Linked DNA regions of Mus musculus: regions 1 and 2 are each linked to region 3. The links are chromatin contacts, called in public Hi-C and HiChIP or PLAC-seq maps. All regions are on one chromosome and are shown on one strand. Each heading gives the region's core, a stretch centred on a gene start, on an enhancer-like site or on the middle of the called end of the contact. The rest is flanking DNA. Distances are from core to core; before and after follow the strand shown.

What was found. A called contact is a pair of places that touch in the nucleus more often than the background predicts. HiChIP or PLAC-seq counts read pairs in DNA pulled down with a chosen protein or histone mark.
Region 1: a contact with region 3 is called in an H3K27ac HiChIP or PLAC-seq map of oligodendrocyte precursor cells, with 4 times the contacts expected there. The contact joins two enhancer-like sites. A contact is called at or near these places in 4 of 115 datasets of contacts at active chromatin or transcription factors (embryonic basal ganglia, embryonic midbrain, oligodendrocyte precursor cells and 1 more).
Region 2: a Hi-C map of the N1E-115 cell line shows a contact between it and region 3, with 1.7 times the contacts expected there. The contact joins two enhancer-like sites. A contact is called at or near these places in 1 of 15 datasets of contacts at CTCF or cohesin (the NIH/3T3 cell line), 1 of 484 Hi-C or Micro-C datasets (the N1E-115 cell line), 4 of 115 datasets of contacts at active chromatin or transcription factors (craniofacial prominence, embryonic forebrain, embryonic midbrain and 1 more) and 1 of 9 other capture datasets (embryonic trunk).

The regions. Positions count from the first base shown.
Region 1 is chr13:59,926,404-59,929,768 of GRCm38.p6, forward strand. No RefSeq gene overlaps it. Among named protein-coding and RNA genes, the nearest start is that of Gm19866, 12 kb to the left of the region's middle. Within about 2 kb of position 1,313, at least 50 of the 459 cell types and tissues checked have an H3K27ac peak or open chromatin away from gene starts, as enhancers often do. A contact at or near this core is called in oligodendrocyte precursor cells, where this site is marked.
Region 2 is chr13:59,959,049-59,962,126 of GRCm38.p6, forward strand. No RefSeq gene overlaps it. Among named protein-coding and RNA genes, the nearest start is that of Gm35143, 30 kb to the right of the region's middle. Within about 2 kb of position 1,458, at least 2 of the 459 cell types and tissues checked have an H3K27ac peak or open chromatin away from gene starts, as enhancers often do. A contact at or near this core is called in the N1E-115 cell line, where this site is marked.
Region 3 is chr13:60,145,857-60,149,128 of GRCm38.p6, forward strand. No RefSeq gene overlaps it. Among named protein-coding and RNA genes, the nearest start is that of Gm46420, 21 kb to the left of the region's middle. RefSeq lists an enhancer at 1-3,272. Within about 2 kb of position 1,870, at least 73 of the 459 cell types and tissues checked have an H3K27ac peak or open chromatin away from gene starts, as enhancers often do. A contact at or near this core is called in the N1E-115 cell line and oligodendrocyte precursor cells, where this site is marked.

The sequences.
Region 1 (3,365 bases), core at 63-2,562, 220 kb before region 3:
CCCATTGATTCTGGCTGGGAATCAAATCCAGTAAGAAACACCTGCCATCTCCTGCTGAATCACAAGCAAACGCTACACATGCCAACTGGCAGGGAGAGGAAGAGAGGCCTGGGAAGAAATGTCACTGCTGGTGTTACTAAGAAATGAGGCCCTACTGTGGGTCCCTCTCCTCTCCTCTCCTCTCCTCTCCTCTCCTCTCCTCTCCTCTCCTCTCCTCTCCTCTCCTCTCCTCTCCTCTCCTCTCCTCTCCTCTCCTCTCCTCTCCTCTCCTCTCTTCTCCTACATTCTTGTTTACTTCCACTGTCTGTCTGTCTGTCTCTCCCCCGCCCCCCACTAATACTCCCCTGAGCCTCTGAAGTCTGCATGTCTCTGGCTACTTCTCTGTTAGACACTGAATGAGAGAGGCAATCTTACTTTGGGCCACAGCTTCTGTGGATAAAATATGTGCAAGTGTGTATGAAGAGTAGAGATGTATGTGTGTGTGTGTGTGTTTGTCTCTGTGTGTGTTTATATGTGTGTCTGTATGAGTGTCTATGTGTGTGTTTGTATGTGTGTCTCAGTGTGTGTGTGTTTGTCTCTCTATGTGTCTCTCTGTGTGTTTCTATGTATGTCTGTGTGGTGTGTGTTTGTCTCTGTGTATGTTTGTATGTGTGTCTGTGTGTTTTTGTCTCTGTGTGTCTCTCTGTGTGTTTGTATGTATGTCTGTGTGCCTGTCTCTTTGTGTGTTTGTATGTGTGTCTGTGTGTGTGTTTGTATGTGTGTCTCAGTGTGTGTGTGTGTTTGTCTCTCTCCGTGTGTCTCTCTGTGTGTTTGTATGTATGTCTGTGTGTCTGTCTTTTTGTGTGTTTGTATGTGTGTGTGTGCGTGTGCGTGTGCGTGTGTGTGTGTGCATTGAGATTGTCCGGTAGTTATAAATGTTTACTGATCTCAGGAGCATTACTGCCTGAAGAGGGAGTTATAAGCAAGAAGAGAAGCAGGCAGTGCACCACTGTTCACATGTAACAGGATTCCTGCACCCTGTGTTTCTGTTACAACCTCATGGCCCTTGCCAGCCTGTGAATGGGCCTTGCTCAGCAGAGGAGGGAAGGATGCTTGTAGCAGCTGGAGGGGAGCGGGTGCATCCTGGGAATTAGTGCCTTCCTTGGTTTCATGATGGGGCACTCCAACAGTACCCTTGTCCCATCACATCACCCTTGGGCTGAAACAGTGAATCCCCGATCCTGCTTCTCCAGATGGACAGACACGGCATCTGTGCCCTCGCTCGTCTCGCTGCTGGCTGCTCGCTCTTGTGGCTCTGTGCCAGCCTTCCTTGCCCTCCTGGCCAGTAGGCCAGCCCTCGGGGCTACACTGGCTGGCCTGCTGCAGACAGAGGAGCTCTGTAAATGCAGTCCCCAGTGGGCAGCTGCATGTTTTTCTATAGAGAGAAGCTGTCATGAGGAGACCAGGAGGGCGAGGGGGTGGCACCTGAATATTTCCTTTCTCCCCACCTCCGTTTCCTTGAGCAAGGCTTCCACTGTGCCCATGATTCCCTTGTCCTGGTGAAGGCAGTTTGACAGCTCCATAAATTACACTGAGACACCACTGCTAATAGGCAGAGACTGTACCGGACCACCCAGGAGTAGCCTGGGCCCTCTAGGCCTGCACGTAGATACAGTAATGCAAATTGCTTAACCCTTTGTCACTCCTGGCAGCAAGCAGAACAAAGGGGCTTCGTAAAGTCCCCTTTCCCAACAGCCTGGGTCCAGGTCTCCATTCTCCTTATAGCCCAGACAACCCACACCTCCCTTCTTTCCTTGCCCTCCCCCCAAATGTCAGCAGAGACTTGTGCAGAGCTTGGGCACAGAAAGGTGATCTCTGGGGATGTAGGACTGTCATTGCCATAGGTAGAATGTGGGCTGGGCCCTTGATGAGGAAGAGGACCAGCAGGTATGCAGAGGAGCTGCCACAAATCTTGGTCTGTGGGAGAGGAGCCACCATGCAGCCCGTCTAAGCTTCTACAAGGCATCATGACTGACAGTTAAGGTCTCTGTTCTCATGAAGGAAGAGAAGGGGAGTCCTTGATGGAGAGAGGGAGAGAGGGAGAGAGGGAGAGAGGGAGAGAGGGAGAGAGGGAGAGAGGGAGAGAAGCCAAGCCTCCTTTCTTTGCCTGGTGGGAAACCTCAACTCAGGTTTCCTCCTTCATTAGTGACTGACTATCAGTTGAGGAATTAGCATCACTAGAGGTCAAGGATACCTGATACCCTGATACCCATGGTCCTTTATAGCCTGGTGGGAAGAAGCCTTGTGCCAGCTGAACCCATTACTGACCTGTCCCGTTAACTATACCTGCGCCCTTGACCACTTCCTGGCACAGCCCTGGCCTGTTGTCTATACCTGATCCTTTGTCCACTCTCTGAGCACACATACTTTCTACATCAGTCCAAGACTTTCTGACTTTGTGAACATCTATGTGTCTGCTCCTCTCCAGCCTCTCAGTGCTTGGTAAAGGAAGCCTTCCTAAATCTCTGTGTCTGGCATTGACACAAAACTGGACTGGGCACTTCCTGATGCCCTTTCTGGATTCTTTTTCCCTCCTAGCTCTTGATCATTTCCCAATACGTCAGTCACCTCCTCCTTGGTTGTTTCCTCTGCATCTCCCCTTGAGAGTGAAGGCAGCTCAGCCATTTGCTTTCAGAACTGTTCTAGTTGCCTGTGATATGTTTTCCACAAGGGAGGCGCTCAATAAAGATCTGTTGGGTGATTAATTGCTAAAACAAAAGGGTCCAGGGGAAACCATGGAAAAATAATGATATGTTAGCCTGCTGGGGCTTGGGAGGGAGGCATGCATCCTGACTTTCTGAGATGGGGATCAATCACTCTGACAGAGAAGTTGGGGAGCCATGTGGGGACTATGGACCTACTTCCTTTTGTCACCTCTCAACATTGCACCATGGACTCCAAAACATAGCCGTTTCCCTCTGAGATAGATGGCTATGTGTATTCTCTGGGAGGGTGACTAATGCCCCCATGCAGTGAAACCATTACCAAAATCCTGGTAAAGGAGAGTTTGCACATGCAATTGGACCAAGATGGAGAAACAGATTTATTTATCCAACTGTTCCTATAGGAGGGACAGAAAATGAAAGAAATGTGACCACAGAACCAGAGACTAGATCAACATTGGGCCACAAGCCAAGGAGTGTAGGACATTTCCAGGGATCGGAAAAGACAATGACATCAAGGGAATGGATTTCCCCTCAGCAGTCCAGAAGTATTTCTATGCCATGAGCATCTTTATCTCCGTACACACGGGACTTCTGGCTTCCAGGCTTGTAAGGTCACAAACTCATGCACTCTTTAAGCCACTAAACTTGTGGCAAATTGTG
Region 2 (3,078 bases), core at 208-2,707, 190 kb before region 3:
TTCCTTTAAAGAACTCTGACTAACACAGCAGAAAAGATAGCAGGGAATATCTACCACTCATTTAATTTGTTAATTTAATTGGTTAATTTGTATTTGTCTTGAAGTCTTTCATACAGACTGCAATTTTGTCTATTTTTACTTGTATGTACATTATCTAAAGCTTACTCCTTTATTGACTGAAAATATTCTTCTTATGCAGTCAGCATATTCTGCTTATAAATCCTTCTTTGGGTTTCATGGCTGGTTCCTTGTTCTGCTTTCCAGGTATACACTATACTGTCCACACTCCTTCCTCGTGCTCCGATTATTTTATGGGCAAATTATTGGTCTCCCCACAACACTGTAAGCCCCTCAAAAGATGAGACTGGGTCTTTTAATTTTGCAAGTTAAACACGAAAGCCTTCCTTAAAGCCACTCAAGCTTTACCCAAGGGTTGGAGAGGAAAAACAGATGAGGCAAAAGAGCTGCCATTGGGTCATACCTGGTTTATAGGAAGACAGTAATAAAGTCAAGAGAGACTGGGAATAGCATTGCTGAAGTACAGTCATACACTGCAGAACCACATTTCAAACAGCAGTGATGGTGCTCATGTACTCACTGAGCTGAGAGAATCCCCCATCCAGGGATGTAGTAACAGTCTGACTCACACTAGTGTCAGTTGTGATGCTCTGGTGAACAAACACACCACACTGCCAGTCACATAGAAGGTTAGCACACAACACTATGTGCACAACGTGGCACTTGGCGAAGACAATAACCATCTGTGCCAATGTCTACGGGTTTACTGTCCTTTGTATCACTGGTGAGCATTCCTACTCATTAAACACAAGGGTTTCACTGTAAATGGTTATGCCGGATAGTTTGATGTCAACCTGACGCAAAGTAAAGCCATTTGAGAGGAAGGAACCTCAACTGAGAAAATATAAGATTGAACTGTGGGCAAGCCTACAGAACATTTTCATAATTGGTGACTGATGGGCTCACCTAATGTGGCTGGTGCCATCCCTGGGCTGGTGGTCTTGAGTTCTATAAGAAAGCAGGCTGAGCAAGCCATGAGGAGCAAGCCAGTAAGCAGCGCCCCTCCATGGCCTCTGCCTTAGCTCCTGCTCCAGGTTCCTGCCGTGCTTGAGTTCCTATTCTGACTTCCTTTAGTGATGAACTATGATGTGGAAGTGTAAACCTTTCTTCCCCAGCTTGCTTCCTGGTCATGGAGTGTTTCATCATATCAATAGAAACACCGACTAAGACAATGGTTATCCCATGTTCTACAAACAGCAGCCTCACACGTCTCACGCCTACCTTGATTTCATCAAGGTTTCCTGTCAAGTCTTTGTCTTAGGCCAGCTGGGTTTTTGTGGGATGTTTGAAGAATGACAGAAAGAACTAACTCTGTGCTTCTTCTGAGTGTGCCCCACTGCTAAGGACTAAATCATCTATAGAAATGAAAGCAGAAGCATCCACAAGCATAGGAACAGAAGTGTAAAGTCTCAGAAGGGAATGAGGGATCCGTACTCCCCTCCAGCTCTCAAGTGCAGAGTCCAGCAAAGCACACACAAATGCGCAAATAGATGAGTTTCTCCCCAAAGCCTCTGGGCAAGGCAGTTCAGGTCTTTCCTTGGTGACCAAGGTGGCTAATTATCATAAAGGAGAACAGTATTGATAGAGACAATGCTCTTTGCCTAACATAGCATTGTTTCCTGCACGGTCTGGCTCAGTTCTTCTGTTGCTTACTGTTTAGTGTTACATCATTGAAACATCTCCCTAAACTCTAACTCTCGGCAGGAGATGCTGTTTGTGGAGAGAGTTGAGGCCAAGGAGGAAGTGGCCTAGATTCAATTACAGAACAATGTAGATGAGATTATCCGAGGTCAGGGAGCCTGGGACAGCTGCCTAGCTAGTGAAGGTAACTGTACTGTGTTGTGATCTTGAGTGGATTCCGACAGGGTTGAGACTGTCTTGTCGCTATGCTGTCTTCAGAAAGGTCAACCCTAAGATGAACTTCTGAGTTCATCCGTCTTTGGGAGGTCTTAGATCATGTCTGGCCTCTTGATTTTTTTTTTTCATGTTTGTAAATGTCTAGAATAGAGGATATTTGTCACCTTGACACAAAACATCCAGGCCCCTCTCAGGAATTCTCAGTAACTCCCTAGTTGCTCTCTGGAGTGAAGTGATATTCCAACAGGTGGAATTGGGTGTGGTATCTCAGAGATTGTGGAACCTCCTCCAGGAGTGTCAGAGTCCTTTAACACTCAAGTCTTGTCAGAACCCTGTCATCTCCCTCTTCCCCACCTCTCTTTCCTTGATCTCTCTCTGTGTATGTGTGTAGTGTATGTGTGTGTAGTGTGTGTATGTAGTATGTGTGTCTGTAGTATATATGTAGTACATGTATGTGTATAGTGTGTGAGTGTGTGTGTGCACGCAGTATGTGTGTATAGTGTATGTGTGTGTGTAGTGTGTATGTAGTATGTGTATGTGTATAGTGTGTGAGTGTGTGTGTGCCTGTATGTGTGTGTGTTATGTGTGATGCTGGCTCTGCATCTTGATGCTGTGTATTGTTAGGTTCCATATCATCTGATCTATAAATGATCGAGACCAGAGACCTTATGCCGTTAGTGACAGGAGTTTTTGCCTCAAACCGCACAAAGTTCAATGTCAGTGGTCTGTTTCCCATGGCTCTATTAGGATACCAGAGACTGGAAAATTTATGAAGGAAAGACATGCATCTTGGCTCATGATTCTGGAGGCTGAAAGGACCATTAATGCTTCCTGTCATGGCAGAAGGATGGAAGGACAAGTGACCACAGCACAAGAGAACAAAGGCAAAACACAGAAGGAGCCTTACTCTGTAACAACCAGCTCCTTTGTTCCAGAATGGTGAGAGCAAGAGTCTCTACTTTAAAAGAAAATTAGCCTGATCCCACCAGAGTACATCAGTCCTTAATGACCCAGACATCCATAAAAGGTCCTGCTTCTCGACACACTATGTGCATATTAGAGGGGCTGGTCCACACAGACTATGGGAGTCATGAGTTTTAATCTAGACAGCTTTCTCTCTTAGGGCTCCGTCTATTCAACCTT
Region 3 (3,272 bases), core at 620-3,119:
CACTGTGGACCATGTCTGAACATCCCACAAGGGCAGGTGGGAGCTTTGCCTACAGCTTTGACTTTCTTGCAGCATCTCCTTCTGTATGAGAATCCTGAGGCATGGGTCAGCCCTGTTATTTTAGGGGAGGCCACCTCAATGACAGCCCTGAGCTGAGATAAGAGACACCCGTTTGTTTTGTTTTTGTTTGTTTGTTTGTTTTGTTTTGTTTTGTTTTTGAGTGCTTGGAACAACATTTTCAGATGAGCTTTCCTCCATTTTGGAATCTCTGTCTAGACTTTCCCAGCTGGACATCCTTAATCCAGATATTGCAAATCTGAAATGTCCCAGAATTACAGCTGTCATGTTGGATTAGGGATGCTCATCCATGTTTTTATCAAAACCACCAAGGACTGGCTGACTTGATCTGCCTGCTGTCTTTGGATGATCTTTTGACTCAAGCCCAATTTCTCCCACTTACATTCATTGGCGTTCGGGAGATGAAGGGGCCTCCAAACACTGAGAACAGTTCAAAGGTAACTCCATTTAACCAGCTGCTGGTGAGGCCTTGGAAATACAAAAGGCCTCAAAGTGTTAAAGCTCAGGGCCACAGGCACACAAAATGACACAAAGGACAGTCCCAAAGAGAAGACAGGACAGCCAGGGACTCCTCACCTTGGGCTCATTTATCCTGTGCAGAGGTGAAGTGTGCTAGCAAGAAAACAAAATGCTTGCTTTGGCTAAGGGGGTCTTAAAGAAATATGACCCTTCGCTCCATTGGTTGTATCAACTTAAACAAAGAATTTATGGTCTGAGATTTTTCTTTAGGACACTGTGACTAATAATTTTAGGACCGTCAGCCTGTCAGCTCTCTAAAACATCTTTTTTTTTTTTTAAACCTGGGGAATTTGTCTTTGCCAAACTCAAAAAGGGAAATGTATGCACATTAGGATGAGGTTTTCACCTTTTGTTCTTAGAAATATGGAAAATGAGAGTAGATCAAAAGGCCTGGTAATACCCACTTCTCCTTTCAAAGCGTCACTCACTTGGAGGGTCTCACGTTTCCTCAGGGTGTGAAATGCCTTATATCCCCCCACCCCCTCTCTCTCCTTTCTCCACAATGACTACAAGTACAGGAAGGAGAATAAAGCCCTTCCCCACCACCCACAGGCCATCTCCCACCCCTGGCAGCTCTCCTGGCTCTGACCTCCCTGCTGCCCCTAAGGGCTTGGTGTCTGTCTAGCCAGACCCCGCTGGGTGCTTGAGAAGCCCAGAGCCTCCCCTCTGTGGTGGAGTCTTCCTCCACAGTGCCCCCCCCCCCCTCCACTGTCCTCCTGCGTCCTCCTCCAGCAGGGTCATGTGGCCCAGGCGCACCAGGGCCTTCCCAGCTTGCATCCCGAGACCCCCATTTCTATGCACCCTGGAAAGGGTGATTAATTTAAACTGAGTGGAGTCTGTTTCTTTAAGACAAGCTCATAAATCGTGAAAGATCACCACTTCTTTTCAAAAGCCTCTCTGCGGTCTGAGTCTCCCTTCTGGGTCACTAAAGTCATTGAAGCTTTAACGGCGTGCCATGGCAGATTACACGATACAGCCGTCCCAGCACCGTGAAAATTAAGTTATGCCCCGTGTCAGCAAGGGGCTTTGCCCCTTTCTTTTCCCTCCCCTCCCCCACAGGCTCCTTTCTGCTGCGTTCCTTCCCACCCCGCGCGCTCTCCCTCCACCGGCAGCCCTGCTCTCTCCCTCTCTCCCTTCCTCCCTCTTTCTCTTCTCTCACCCTCCTTCTTTCTCCCTCTCTTTCCTTCCTGAGCTGCCTTCTCGATGGTCCTGTCTGCCCTTTCGCAGTCCCGCTGGGAAGTGCACATCCCAGAAGAGGCAGAAGTTGGCCCACAGGCGGCTGTGCTTTGAGCTTCAGCTATTGAGATCTAGTAAATGGAGCTGATGGGCTTGGCTTTCAGAGCAGAGCCAGCAAAATGGTGCCTTTTGTTCTCACCCCCCCCCCCACACACACACACACATGCACACATGCACACATCCCAGCTTCCTTCTCTCCCTCTTCTACCTCCTCCTCTTCACCCTCCCTCCCAGATCTGACCTAAACCCTCCAAATCAACTCATTGGCCCAGAAGCAGGCAGTATCCTCCTGAGGTTGCAAAGGATGGCCACTAGCCACTCCCCCAGCTCCCCCTGTGTTCTATGCAAAGCCCAGGGTGTGCTTAGTGGAGACTTCACTCCTTCCCCAGGTCGGAAGCAGTGGACAAGCAAGAATACCCCTCAAAAGTACCTGTGCCTATGGAAGCGAGGGCTTGTGGGGAGAGGGAGTCCCCAACAAACCACTACCATGTCACCAGTACCCCAACATGCGTAGCAGGTAGCAACACACATACACAGTCTCTTAATAATTCCTGATGGTCCAATAGCACCCAGCAAACCATCAGAGAGAAAAACATGATTTAAATAGGCCTCTCTGCTTTTTCTTTTATGATTTATTTTTGCTATTTTAAATTATGTGTGTGTGTCTGTGTGTGTGTGGGGGGGGGGAGTGGATATGTGCACAGGTGTGAGTGTGGACGCATCAGGACAGTGTAAGTGCCAGCAGAGGTCAGAGGCATCACATTGCCCTGGTTATGTGTGGTTGAGAGCCACCTGATGTGGGTGCTGGAGACTGAACTCTGTGCTCTTGTGCTGAGCCACATCTCCAGCCCTCCAGATGTTCTCCAGATGTTCTTAGCAAAGAATCCTACAAGTCTATCTACTCTACGTCACTTCTTTGACTCTTCTTCTCACCACCCGAACCCCCTAATCATACCCTTCAACCAGTTTTTCCTGTAAAATTAGGTCTGGGAGTAAAATAAATCACTGCACAGAATAGATGCAACTTTCTGGCATGATGTAATAGTCAGAGCACAGCAAACAGAAAGGCTTTGCGGAACCTCACCTAACCAGAACGGGAGAGTGCGTGAGAGGAGGAGTCTCACCCACTAAAGCAATGAAGTCTTTGCCCACAGTCCTCCTCTGTCACTGGTTGTCCCACGAAGCTACCTACTCTGCTCTTCTGAGCTGTGCATGTATCCTGCATGACTACCACAGAGGAGCCCAGACTAGAGAGTGAACACCAGTGGCCTGGGGTAGAGAGGAGGGTCCTGCCACTCTGACTTTCTACTTACACCAAACTGCATGACCCACACCTAGCTCCAGACTGTGCCTTATGACTCTGTTGTCTATTTTTCTACCCATTTCTAGTTCATACCCCAGGACCAGGGAAGCCACATACAGCTGTCTCCTGACGTCCA